Regions from separate parts of the Rattus norvegicus genome. Here all the other regions are linked to region 1. The links are chromatin contacts, called in public Hi-C maps. All regions are on one chromosome and are shown on one strand. Each heading gives the region's core, a stretch centred on a gene start, on an enhancer-like site or on the middle of the called end of the contact. The rest is flanking DNA. Distances are from core to core; before and after follow the strand shown.

What was found. A called contact is a pair of places that touch in the nucleus more often than the background predicts.
Region 2: a contact with region 1 is called in a Hi-C map of liver, with 3 times the contacts expected there. The contact joins two enhancer-like sites. A contact is called at or near these places in 2 of 12 Hi-C or Micro-C datasets (kidney and liver).
Region 3: a contact with region 1 is called in a Hi-C map of liver, with 4 times the contacts expected there. The contact joins the promoter of Rnf152 here to the enhancer-like site in region 1. A contact is called at or near these places in 4 of 12 Hi-C or Micro-C datasets (kidney and liver).

The regions. Positions count from the first base shown.
Region 1 is chr13:21,751,308-21,754,007 of GRCr8, reverse strand. No RefSeq gene overlaps it. Among named protein-coding and RNA genes, the nearest start is that of Rnf152, 170 kb to the left of the region's middle. Within about 2 kb of position 1,262, at least 15 of the 93 cell types and tissues checked have an H3K27ac peak or open chromatin away from gene starts, as enhancers often do. A contact at or near this core is called in kidney and liver, where this site is marked.
Region 2 is chr13:21,882,831-21,885,530 of GRCr8, reverse strand. The region is part of intron 2 of Rnf152 (ring finger protein 152); the gene reads left to right. Among named protein-coding and RNA genes, the nearest start is that of Rnf152, 34 kb to the left of the region's middle. Within about 2 kb of position 1,255, at least 2 of the 93 cell types and tissues checked have an H3K27ac peak or open chromatin away from gene starts, as enhancers often do. A contact at or near this core is called in liver, where this site is marked.
Region 3 is chr13:21,916,411-21,919,110 of GRCr8, reverse strand. Rnf152 (ring finger protein 152) reads left to right here and starts at 1,419. Exons shown (of 3, transcript NM_001106305.2): 1 at 1,419-1,747.

The DNA of each region.
Region 1 (2,700 bases), core at 13-2,512:
AACAGTCCTCTGAATTCCTCTGCACTCTGTGAAAATGCAACATCTAGTATATATTATACCACACACACACATCACCACCATGGCCATCATCATCATCATCCAACACCTCTTAGATCAGAGTGACAGTGCTGAGACTGGCCTCTGTAGAAGCAGATTGTCTTTATTAGAATAATGAAGCAGGGAGTCCCTTTGAGGGGAAAGCACAGTGGGCTTGAGGGTTTTATAGGGAAGAAAAGGGCACTTTTAAGATGCAAAAAATTCATCTGCAGATCTGCTTTTTGAAGTATCAGGATTGTAAAATGCCACTCGGATGTTCTTATCAATATCTTGACCTTCTTGTCAGCGGCTTCCCAGCTCCTATCTGCCAGAAGATGTTATCAGTGTATTAACTTATCTGTCTGGAGCTCCCCAGCTCACCTGAGGCTTTTCGTCATTAAACAATAACAATAAAAATAATTATTATTATCGTAAAAATAATAAGATACAAGATAAGTATTATTGTTTTCTCAGTCTGTGGAATGCAGTCTGTTCTATGAACAACTCCAGAATTTTGTAGTATAAATCTTTGAGGTGCAAATCACTGGTCCATACTGAGAACACCTCTTTCCTTAATAACCACCGATTGTTTCTTTTGCTGCGTTTCAGCTAGTTGTGCTTCCAAGATCCCTCACTATAGAGCAACTTGTAGAACAATTACATCGCCTTTGTGATTGTTTTCAACCTTTAAGCATATACCTCATGGATAAGCAAGGAGTGGAAGAAGCTGGTTTCCTCTGTAAAAGTTCAGGAATACAGGAAATTCCAGGCAAGTCTGTGGAGGGGGCAGGGTGCAGGGTGCAAGGTGAGTTAATGGCCCCAAGTCTTCCTTCCATTCTACTTCCACCAATACCAAGAAGAAGAAGCAGCACAGAGACAGCACTGGCCATTTCCATGCATCTGAGATCTGAAGCCACGCCCTTTCTCTTTCTGACTTTTCCCTGGCCCAGTCATCACCCAGCTTCCTCTGCTGAAGACAAGAACCCATGACCCAGCTTCTGGAGGAGAGTTAGGTTAGCCTTCTCCCATTGGTGGCAATGAATGTCTTGGCAGGTGGCCAGTGTGGCCTGCGCCTGGGCAGCTGCAGGTGTTTTGCCACACACACAGCATGCTCAGGATCCGGTGGGTTCTATGACCACAACAAACACAAGAGCGGATCGCTCCAGCTTTCCTGGAACTGATCCTTGGCCAGCGCTCTAATTCTCAGGGAGACAGGGTCAAGGTAGCTAATGAGTAACTTGACCACTTTTTTTTTTTTTAAGCAACATGAACCCAACAGGCAGCTTCATTGCACTGTATAAGTGAACCATGTAATCACAAATTGGACTCTTTACAACTGAACCTGTCACCCAGAGAAAAATGCTTGGAGTGGAGACCCTTCCTTTTGTCTGGGTTAATGCTGAATCAAAGAGGTTTTTAAAGCAAGTAAGGTGAGGAGACTGTGTGTTTATCTTTTAATGCAGAAGCCTCAAAGCCTTGCCTGAAGCGACCAGCAGTTCCCCACTCTCCCTTCTGTGTCCCGGTGCTAGCTTGTCAGTGAGCTTCCAAATCCCAGGTACTGACTATTGATCGGTATACTTGTTTAATTACCCAGCAGGCTGGGTTATCCAGCAAACAATTTCTCTTCTCAAATGCCAATCCTGCTCCAGAAGGAGGAGGGGCTCAACTGATCTTTGATTTGAATTCCTGCTCTGAGCAGCGTGGGTTCACATGCGGGTTAATTTTTAAATCGCTCTTTTCTTACTTCGTTGCCTTCTTACTTCACCCTGGATACCCGAGTGGCTCTAGAAACCCCTTTGCCTCTTCTTATTGCTAATTTAGCTTCTTAAAATTGATTCCCAATTACCTGGCCTGCTCATTCCCCAGGTTTCTTCTAGTCAACAGAGTTCTTTCCAGTTTGCACCACAGACTGAAGAGGGTCGAGAGGAGACAGACTGCTGATACGGCTCCTTGCTCATCTCAGGAGAGAAGGAAGACACAGTTCTGTGTGGGGCCATCTCCTGGCCTGCCCCAGAGCCTTCTTACAGGATCTAGGAAATGTGTTGAGTTCATGCTTGTGCGTTTTAAGGGTTTTGTGATGCAGGAGTGTGTGCTGCACGTCAGAGCCCTGTAGCACAGAGGGGCTGCCAGATCAGAGCACTGCATTTCTCCACAGTGAGCTGAATGTTGACAATGACATTTCTAGGTCTTTAAAGGAAATCTCACTTTTTGTGTCTAAATGCTAACTTTGACCTAATCTAGGCTTAAAGTGCTGGAGTCACATCAGAGCTGGCAATATGGCGGTCAGCAGAAACAGCTTCTGCTCTGAGAGTCATTCCTGTTCCTAACACTGACCTGCCAGTTGGTTCATAAACCAGTGAGTTTTACACACACACACACACACACACACACACACACACACACACACACACACCTGTAAGCCTGCCCAAGGCTTAGACTGACTTAATGCTAGCGAGTTCTTAGCTGCATCCAAATGCACCAGCTTCCATTGTGCCTTGGTTGTGTCTGGGCTGCAGTTTAAGATTAGCCAGAAGAACATTAATGGATCCTGTTGATTCATTCCTGCACCTAACGAGCCTGCCTGTATTTGGCTATTATGTGTTTTCTTTTTGCTGGATAGAGTGTAAAACTGCCTTTAAAGCCAGGAATGCATCCCAGAGGGAC
Region 2 (2,700 bases), core at 6-2,505, 130 kb before region 1:
CACGTGGCACCTGGGATGGCATACACACCCAACTCTTCCCAAAACTTTGAGCTGAGCAGGTAGTTGTTTTAATAACTATGTCATGGCACCCCTGGAATGTGGTATATGAAAATCCTGAAGCATTTTGAGGCAACTTGGAGTTTGCATTTGTTCAACACTCCCCTTGTACTCCATTGCTGATTTCACAGAAACCAGCTAAGCTTGCAACCAAGAAGCTCAGATGGGACCAGTGGGGAGTACTGAAGCCCTTTCTGTTTTGTTGGAAGCAATTGGTTTTATCAAAAGCACTGAGGTGGGAATTTGAACAGATCCCTTCTCTGTCCCATTCTGTGAGGTAGAGCGAGCACATGTCTGCTACTGAACGGTAACCGTGACTGGTAGGTACCTGAGGGAGCTGCCCACACTTGTCTGTAATATGGGATTGTGCTCTGAGACTCTCCAGGGGGTCCCCTGTGTGTTAGAAAATGCCTCTTCTGCTCTCTTCTAGTCAGCAGTTGACTTCACTCAGTGCACAAGAAAGTGGAGTTTCTCCAGGTGTGATTCTCACAGCAGAGACAACGCAGGAGACCCCCAGCTTCATCCTGGCTTTGTTCTCATCTTGCCAAATAAACTTAACATATATTTCTTATTAAAATGGGTCCCAGTTCTGTCATCTCTGTGGAAAAAAAAATTGAGGAATTTTGCTGAGTCATGAGGTCTGTGAGGCAATATGTGCCTATGCAAGCCTCTGGCAGGTCTCATGGAAACAGCCGAGGTGATCATGAGGGCAGCCACTCTAACTTCATCTAGGCTGGCACTGAGGGACTAATTAAGAACAAGTCTCCAGTGTAGAGGTCCCATTGCTGTCTTGACTCAGGGAGCATCCAGACCTTGGAAGTCCTGAAGGCTTGCCCAACACAAGCTTCATAGAAGAACATTTCCTAAGGAAGCTAGATCTCAGGACAGAGTCCACATCTTAGAGTTCATGGATGCAAAGGAGACAGGTCTGGGTGGCTTGGGGCTGAGGGGCTGACACAGACCCCACATCAACGTGAACTTGACCCACTCCTCCAACATGGGGCTTTCTGCCACTCTTGCCTTAATGTCTGCTGATTCACCAACACAGCATAAATGTGTGTCTTGGGAAACACTTTTTAGGTCAATATTTAGACGTTTCCATGACAACCACTTTAAATGACTATTGATCAGGAAGGTCCTTCATCAGGCTGTCACCTGAAAACAGAGTGAACAGGGCAACAGCCATGCTTAGAATGACTGGCCAAACCATGGAGGACATGGAGTTGCAGTACGAGATTCTTTGCTATTTCTATGCCTCTAATGATCCCAAGAGGGCCATGAAGTCGAAGGGTTGGCCATTTCAAAGTTCTTTCAGAGGAAGCATTGCAGCAACACTGGGCTGTGGTGAGTGTTTTCTATCCTGCTACCATTACTGCTGATAGCTTATAGCTAAAATGCCTGTGTGTGTGTGTGTGTGTGTGGGGGGGTGTCTATTGGAAATTTGCTTTGTTTTCCAGGATTCAAGCCAGGGTTTTCAGAGGCCCTAAGGGCTCAGAGAAAATTGACAGCTTTTAATATAAAAGTTGTTTTAGTATCACCATGAAAATAAAGTCATGTGGCTCCAGGGAGTCAAACTTTTGAGCACAGAGAAATATAATGCTCACTTACTTGCTTGTGCTCAGCTTGAGCACGTCACTTTTATACAGTTCAGGGATTCCCCCAACCCTGTTCCTAAGCCTTTGCAATAATCACCACAGTTGGCTGGGCTTCCCCACAAGAGTTAACCTTGGGCATTTCCTCACAGTAAGGTCTGCAGCCGATCTGAAATAGACAATACCTCACTAATGGAAGAATCTTCCCAAGATTCTAGTTTGTGTCAAGTCAACAATGAAAGCTTATAAATCCATTATAAGCTTAGTTTTAGTTTGTTGTTTGTTTGTTTACTTTTAGACTCCAGATTTTATTCCCCTCTCAGACCACTCTCCAACTGTTCCACATTCCATACCTCCTCCACCCCTCACCCTTCCCCCGTCCCTACCCCACTCACCCCACCAGGCCTCTAAACTTCTTGGGGCCTCCAGTCTTTTGGGGGTTAGGTGCATCTTCTTTGACTGAACCCAGACCGGGGAGTCCTCTGCTGTATATGTGTTGGAGGCCTCATCTCAGCTAGTGGATGCTGCCTGGTTGGTGATCCAGTGTCTGAGAGATCTTGGGGGTCCAGGTTAATTGAGACTGCTGGTCCTCCTACAGGGTTGCCCTCCTCCTCAGCTTCCTCCAGCTTTTCCCTAATTCAACCAGAGGGTTCTGTTCATTGGTAGTTTATTTTCTGAAACAAAGTCTCCCGTGCCCCAGACTGCCCTTGAATTTGCTCTGTAGCCAAGGCTGACCACCAGTGGTGATATTAAAGGTGAATGCCACGACACCTGACTTGAGGTGAAAAATCAAACAGTCTCTATGCATTCTTCCTCTTTGAGTGTTGGGAGTAATCATGGCTGGGTATGAAAGCTGGGGCATGATAGTTATGCACACATGTGGATAGCGGGGAAGGTATTCTCTCTTTCTTGCCTGTATCTGTTTCAACCCAGGGCTCTGAAAAATGTCCATTTCCCCTTGTTTTACTACTTAATTAATTGAAAACATTGTCCAGAGCAACTGCTGTGCTTCTAAAAGAAGACGATTAGGAGAGGGAGGACCATGCATGAA
Region 3 (2,700 bases), core at 170-2,669, 160 kb before region 1:
GGGGTGCTGGAGAGGTTATAAGGGAACAGTGGAGCAAGAGTCTGCCTGGTGACTAGAGAAAGCAGGGATCCTACTGGGATCCCAGAGACCACAGGTGCTCTTCCAGCTTTGTGAGTCTCCTGGATGACAGTTTTCCCCAGTGTGTTAATAGCCTGCTTGGAACACCATTCACAAGTTGTACATGTGAGACAAAGCAAGTAGGACCAGCTGCCAACATGGCTTCATTAGGTCATACGGAGCCAACATGGCTCTCAGGACTTCTTGATCAGAAGTTCTCAACTTGTGGCTCGAGACCCTTTCATGGTTCACAAAAGACAATGGGAAAACACAGATGTTTGCATTCTGGTTTGTAACAGTAGCAATATGTCAGTTAGGAAGTAGCAACAAAAATAATTTTACGATTGGGGGTCAGCACAATGTGAGAAACTGTGTTAAAGGGCCACAACATTAGGAAGGTAGAGAAGCACTACTGTAATAGGAAGGAGCACGGGACCCATGAAGACAGCTCAGCACCTAGGTGTAGGTGCACGGACAGAGGGATCCTTTGGCTGAACCGTGGAGATGAGAAGACACATAACTCTAGTGAGTTTTCCGTTTCTCAGTGGAATAGATCCCCAAAGGTCCCAGAACTCAGACATGGAGCCCGAGACCAGCAGGGGACACATTTCTCCCCATTTCCCCACTAATTGTTAAGCAAAGAAATAGGAGACCCTATCTTTAGATTTTCCTGGGGTTACAGGGCATTAAAAGCTTATCCTACTAAGGGGAGAGGCTTTGGTTTTGTTTAGGAGTACTGGGGGTAAGTCCAGACTCACGCATCTAGGCAAGCAAGCACTTTACCACTGAGCCTGAAGTTGGGTTTTAAGTTGGGCGATAGGGTAGTAGACCGTCTAGGCTTCTTTATAGACCCAGCACCTGCTCCTTCCTGTTGACCTTTTTTGTGAGCTTCGTTTACACTTGAGGTCGAGTCGCGAGGTGTCCCCGTGGACCTTTTTGGGAGCATATCCCATTCCATGCTGACAGATTCCTGCCCTGGTTGGGTTAGTGAACTTTCAGGGGCAGCCAAAAGGAACCCGCGGGAAAGGCAACAGTCTAGACTCCTCCCTCCTCCCCATAGCCTTGAGTCCGGAGCCGCAGCTGGGTCGCCACCGCGGCCAGCCGATCTAGCCTGCAGTGCTCGGGCCTCTAGGTCACACCTGACCCCGTTCAGGTCCTGCTTCCGCGCTCGGTCAAGGTGCTCGCCGGTATACGGTAGGTGGAGGGTGCGTCCCTGCTTCCCCACCCACACCAAGACTGGGCCACTGGGGACCGACAGACAGACAGGACGTGCCGGCCAAGCAGCCGGGTGGAGTGCGGGAGGAGGTGGAGCCGCCGGGGAGGGGCGGTCCGCGGAGCGGAGCTCAGCCTCCCGCTCCCTTCAGTGCTTGGGTCTCTGGGGGTGGCACCAAAAGCTCCCGCTCAGTGTCCGGCGCCTGGCGGCGGGTGTCCGAGCGTGGACTCGGAGGGCAGCCAGGCAGGTGGAGGGCGCCGCCTGAAGCAGAAGGAGGGACGAGCTGGGAGCTGGGCTGCGGGAGGCGCTGCCGCCACTCTGCCCGCGCTGCCCCGCAACCCGCGGCGGGAGGAGCAGGCAGCAGCCGGCCCTGGGCGCTCGTCTAGCAGAGCGCGGTGGGCAGCGTGGACCCTCGGGATGCTGCCCACGTTCCTGCAGCCGCCCGCGGCGTAGCAGAGCCGGGGCCACTGCTGAGAGGTCAGTGAGTTTCGGTTTGTTTTTCCGTTCTGTATGCTCCCAGGTCCCGGGTGCACAGGGGACTCGCGGGGAAGCCTGTGCCTAGGGAAAAGCGGGAAAGGGCAACGGTAGTCTGGGATAGATATATCTGGGAGTGCCTCTTGGGCTATGGTTGGGGTGGTCTGTTTGGTTAAAGGAGTGCAGAGCTGGAGTGGCGTCCCCGGAGGAGGTGGTCCGGGGAGTTGGGTTTTTTTTTCTCCGGCATTGCTTTGAGTTGGGAGCGCGATGGGGTCAAGGCAGTTGCCTCTGGTGAGTCCTGGGATGCCCCCTGGAGCTCTGGTCCCGGGAGCTCGCCTCCTGCACGCGCTGCACGCGCCCTTGAGGTGCGCGCATATCCCCGCTGTGCACCCCCCACCAAGCATTTTCAAGCCCTGAGTGGTCCCCCTCCAGTACTGTCCTGCCTTCCTACTCCCGGATTCCCTGTTAGAAGTTGCCTTCAAGCCATTATTAGAAAAAGGGGGCCGAGTGGAGGGCCAGATTCTGGGGGTCTTTTGTGCGGACCTGGGGCCTGGGGCGCTTGTTCCTGGAAGAACAGCAGCAGGACAAAGACGGCTAGACTTGTGGGGAGCTTCTCCGATAGTGTTGGTTCGGGATCCCGCCTACCGTGGGGGTGTGGTGGTGGGGGGAGCGCTGCACAGATTTGGAAACAGTAGGGTAATTGACAAAACAGTGACAGTGACTTGATGAGGTGGTGGCCGGGGCAACGAAAAGATGCTCTCAGATGCATCCCTGTTGTGTGTCTGGGCGGGTGACTACACGCCCCGCATTGGCGGCTGTGTGGGTTTAAGATGTTGCGAGCACATCTTTGCCCTAAAATGAGGGTATTCTCCATCCTGACTCCTATCTCTCTGAGGCATTACTGTTGATGGTAGCCGCTTTACCGCGGGAGAACTTGGGGGCGCGGCAGGGGGTGG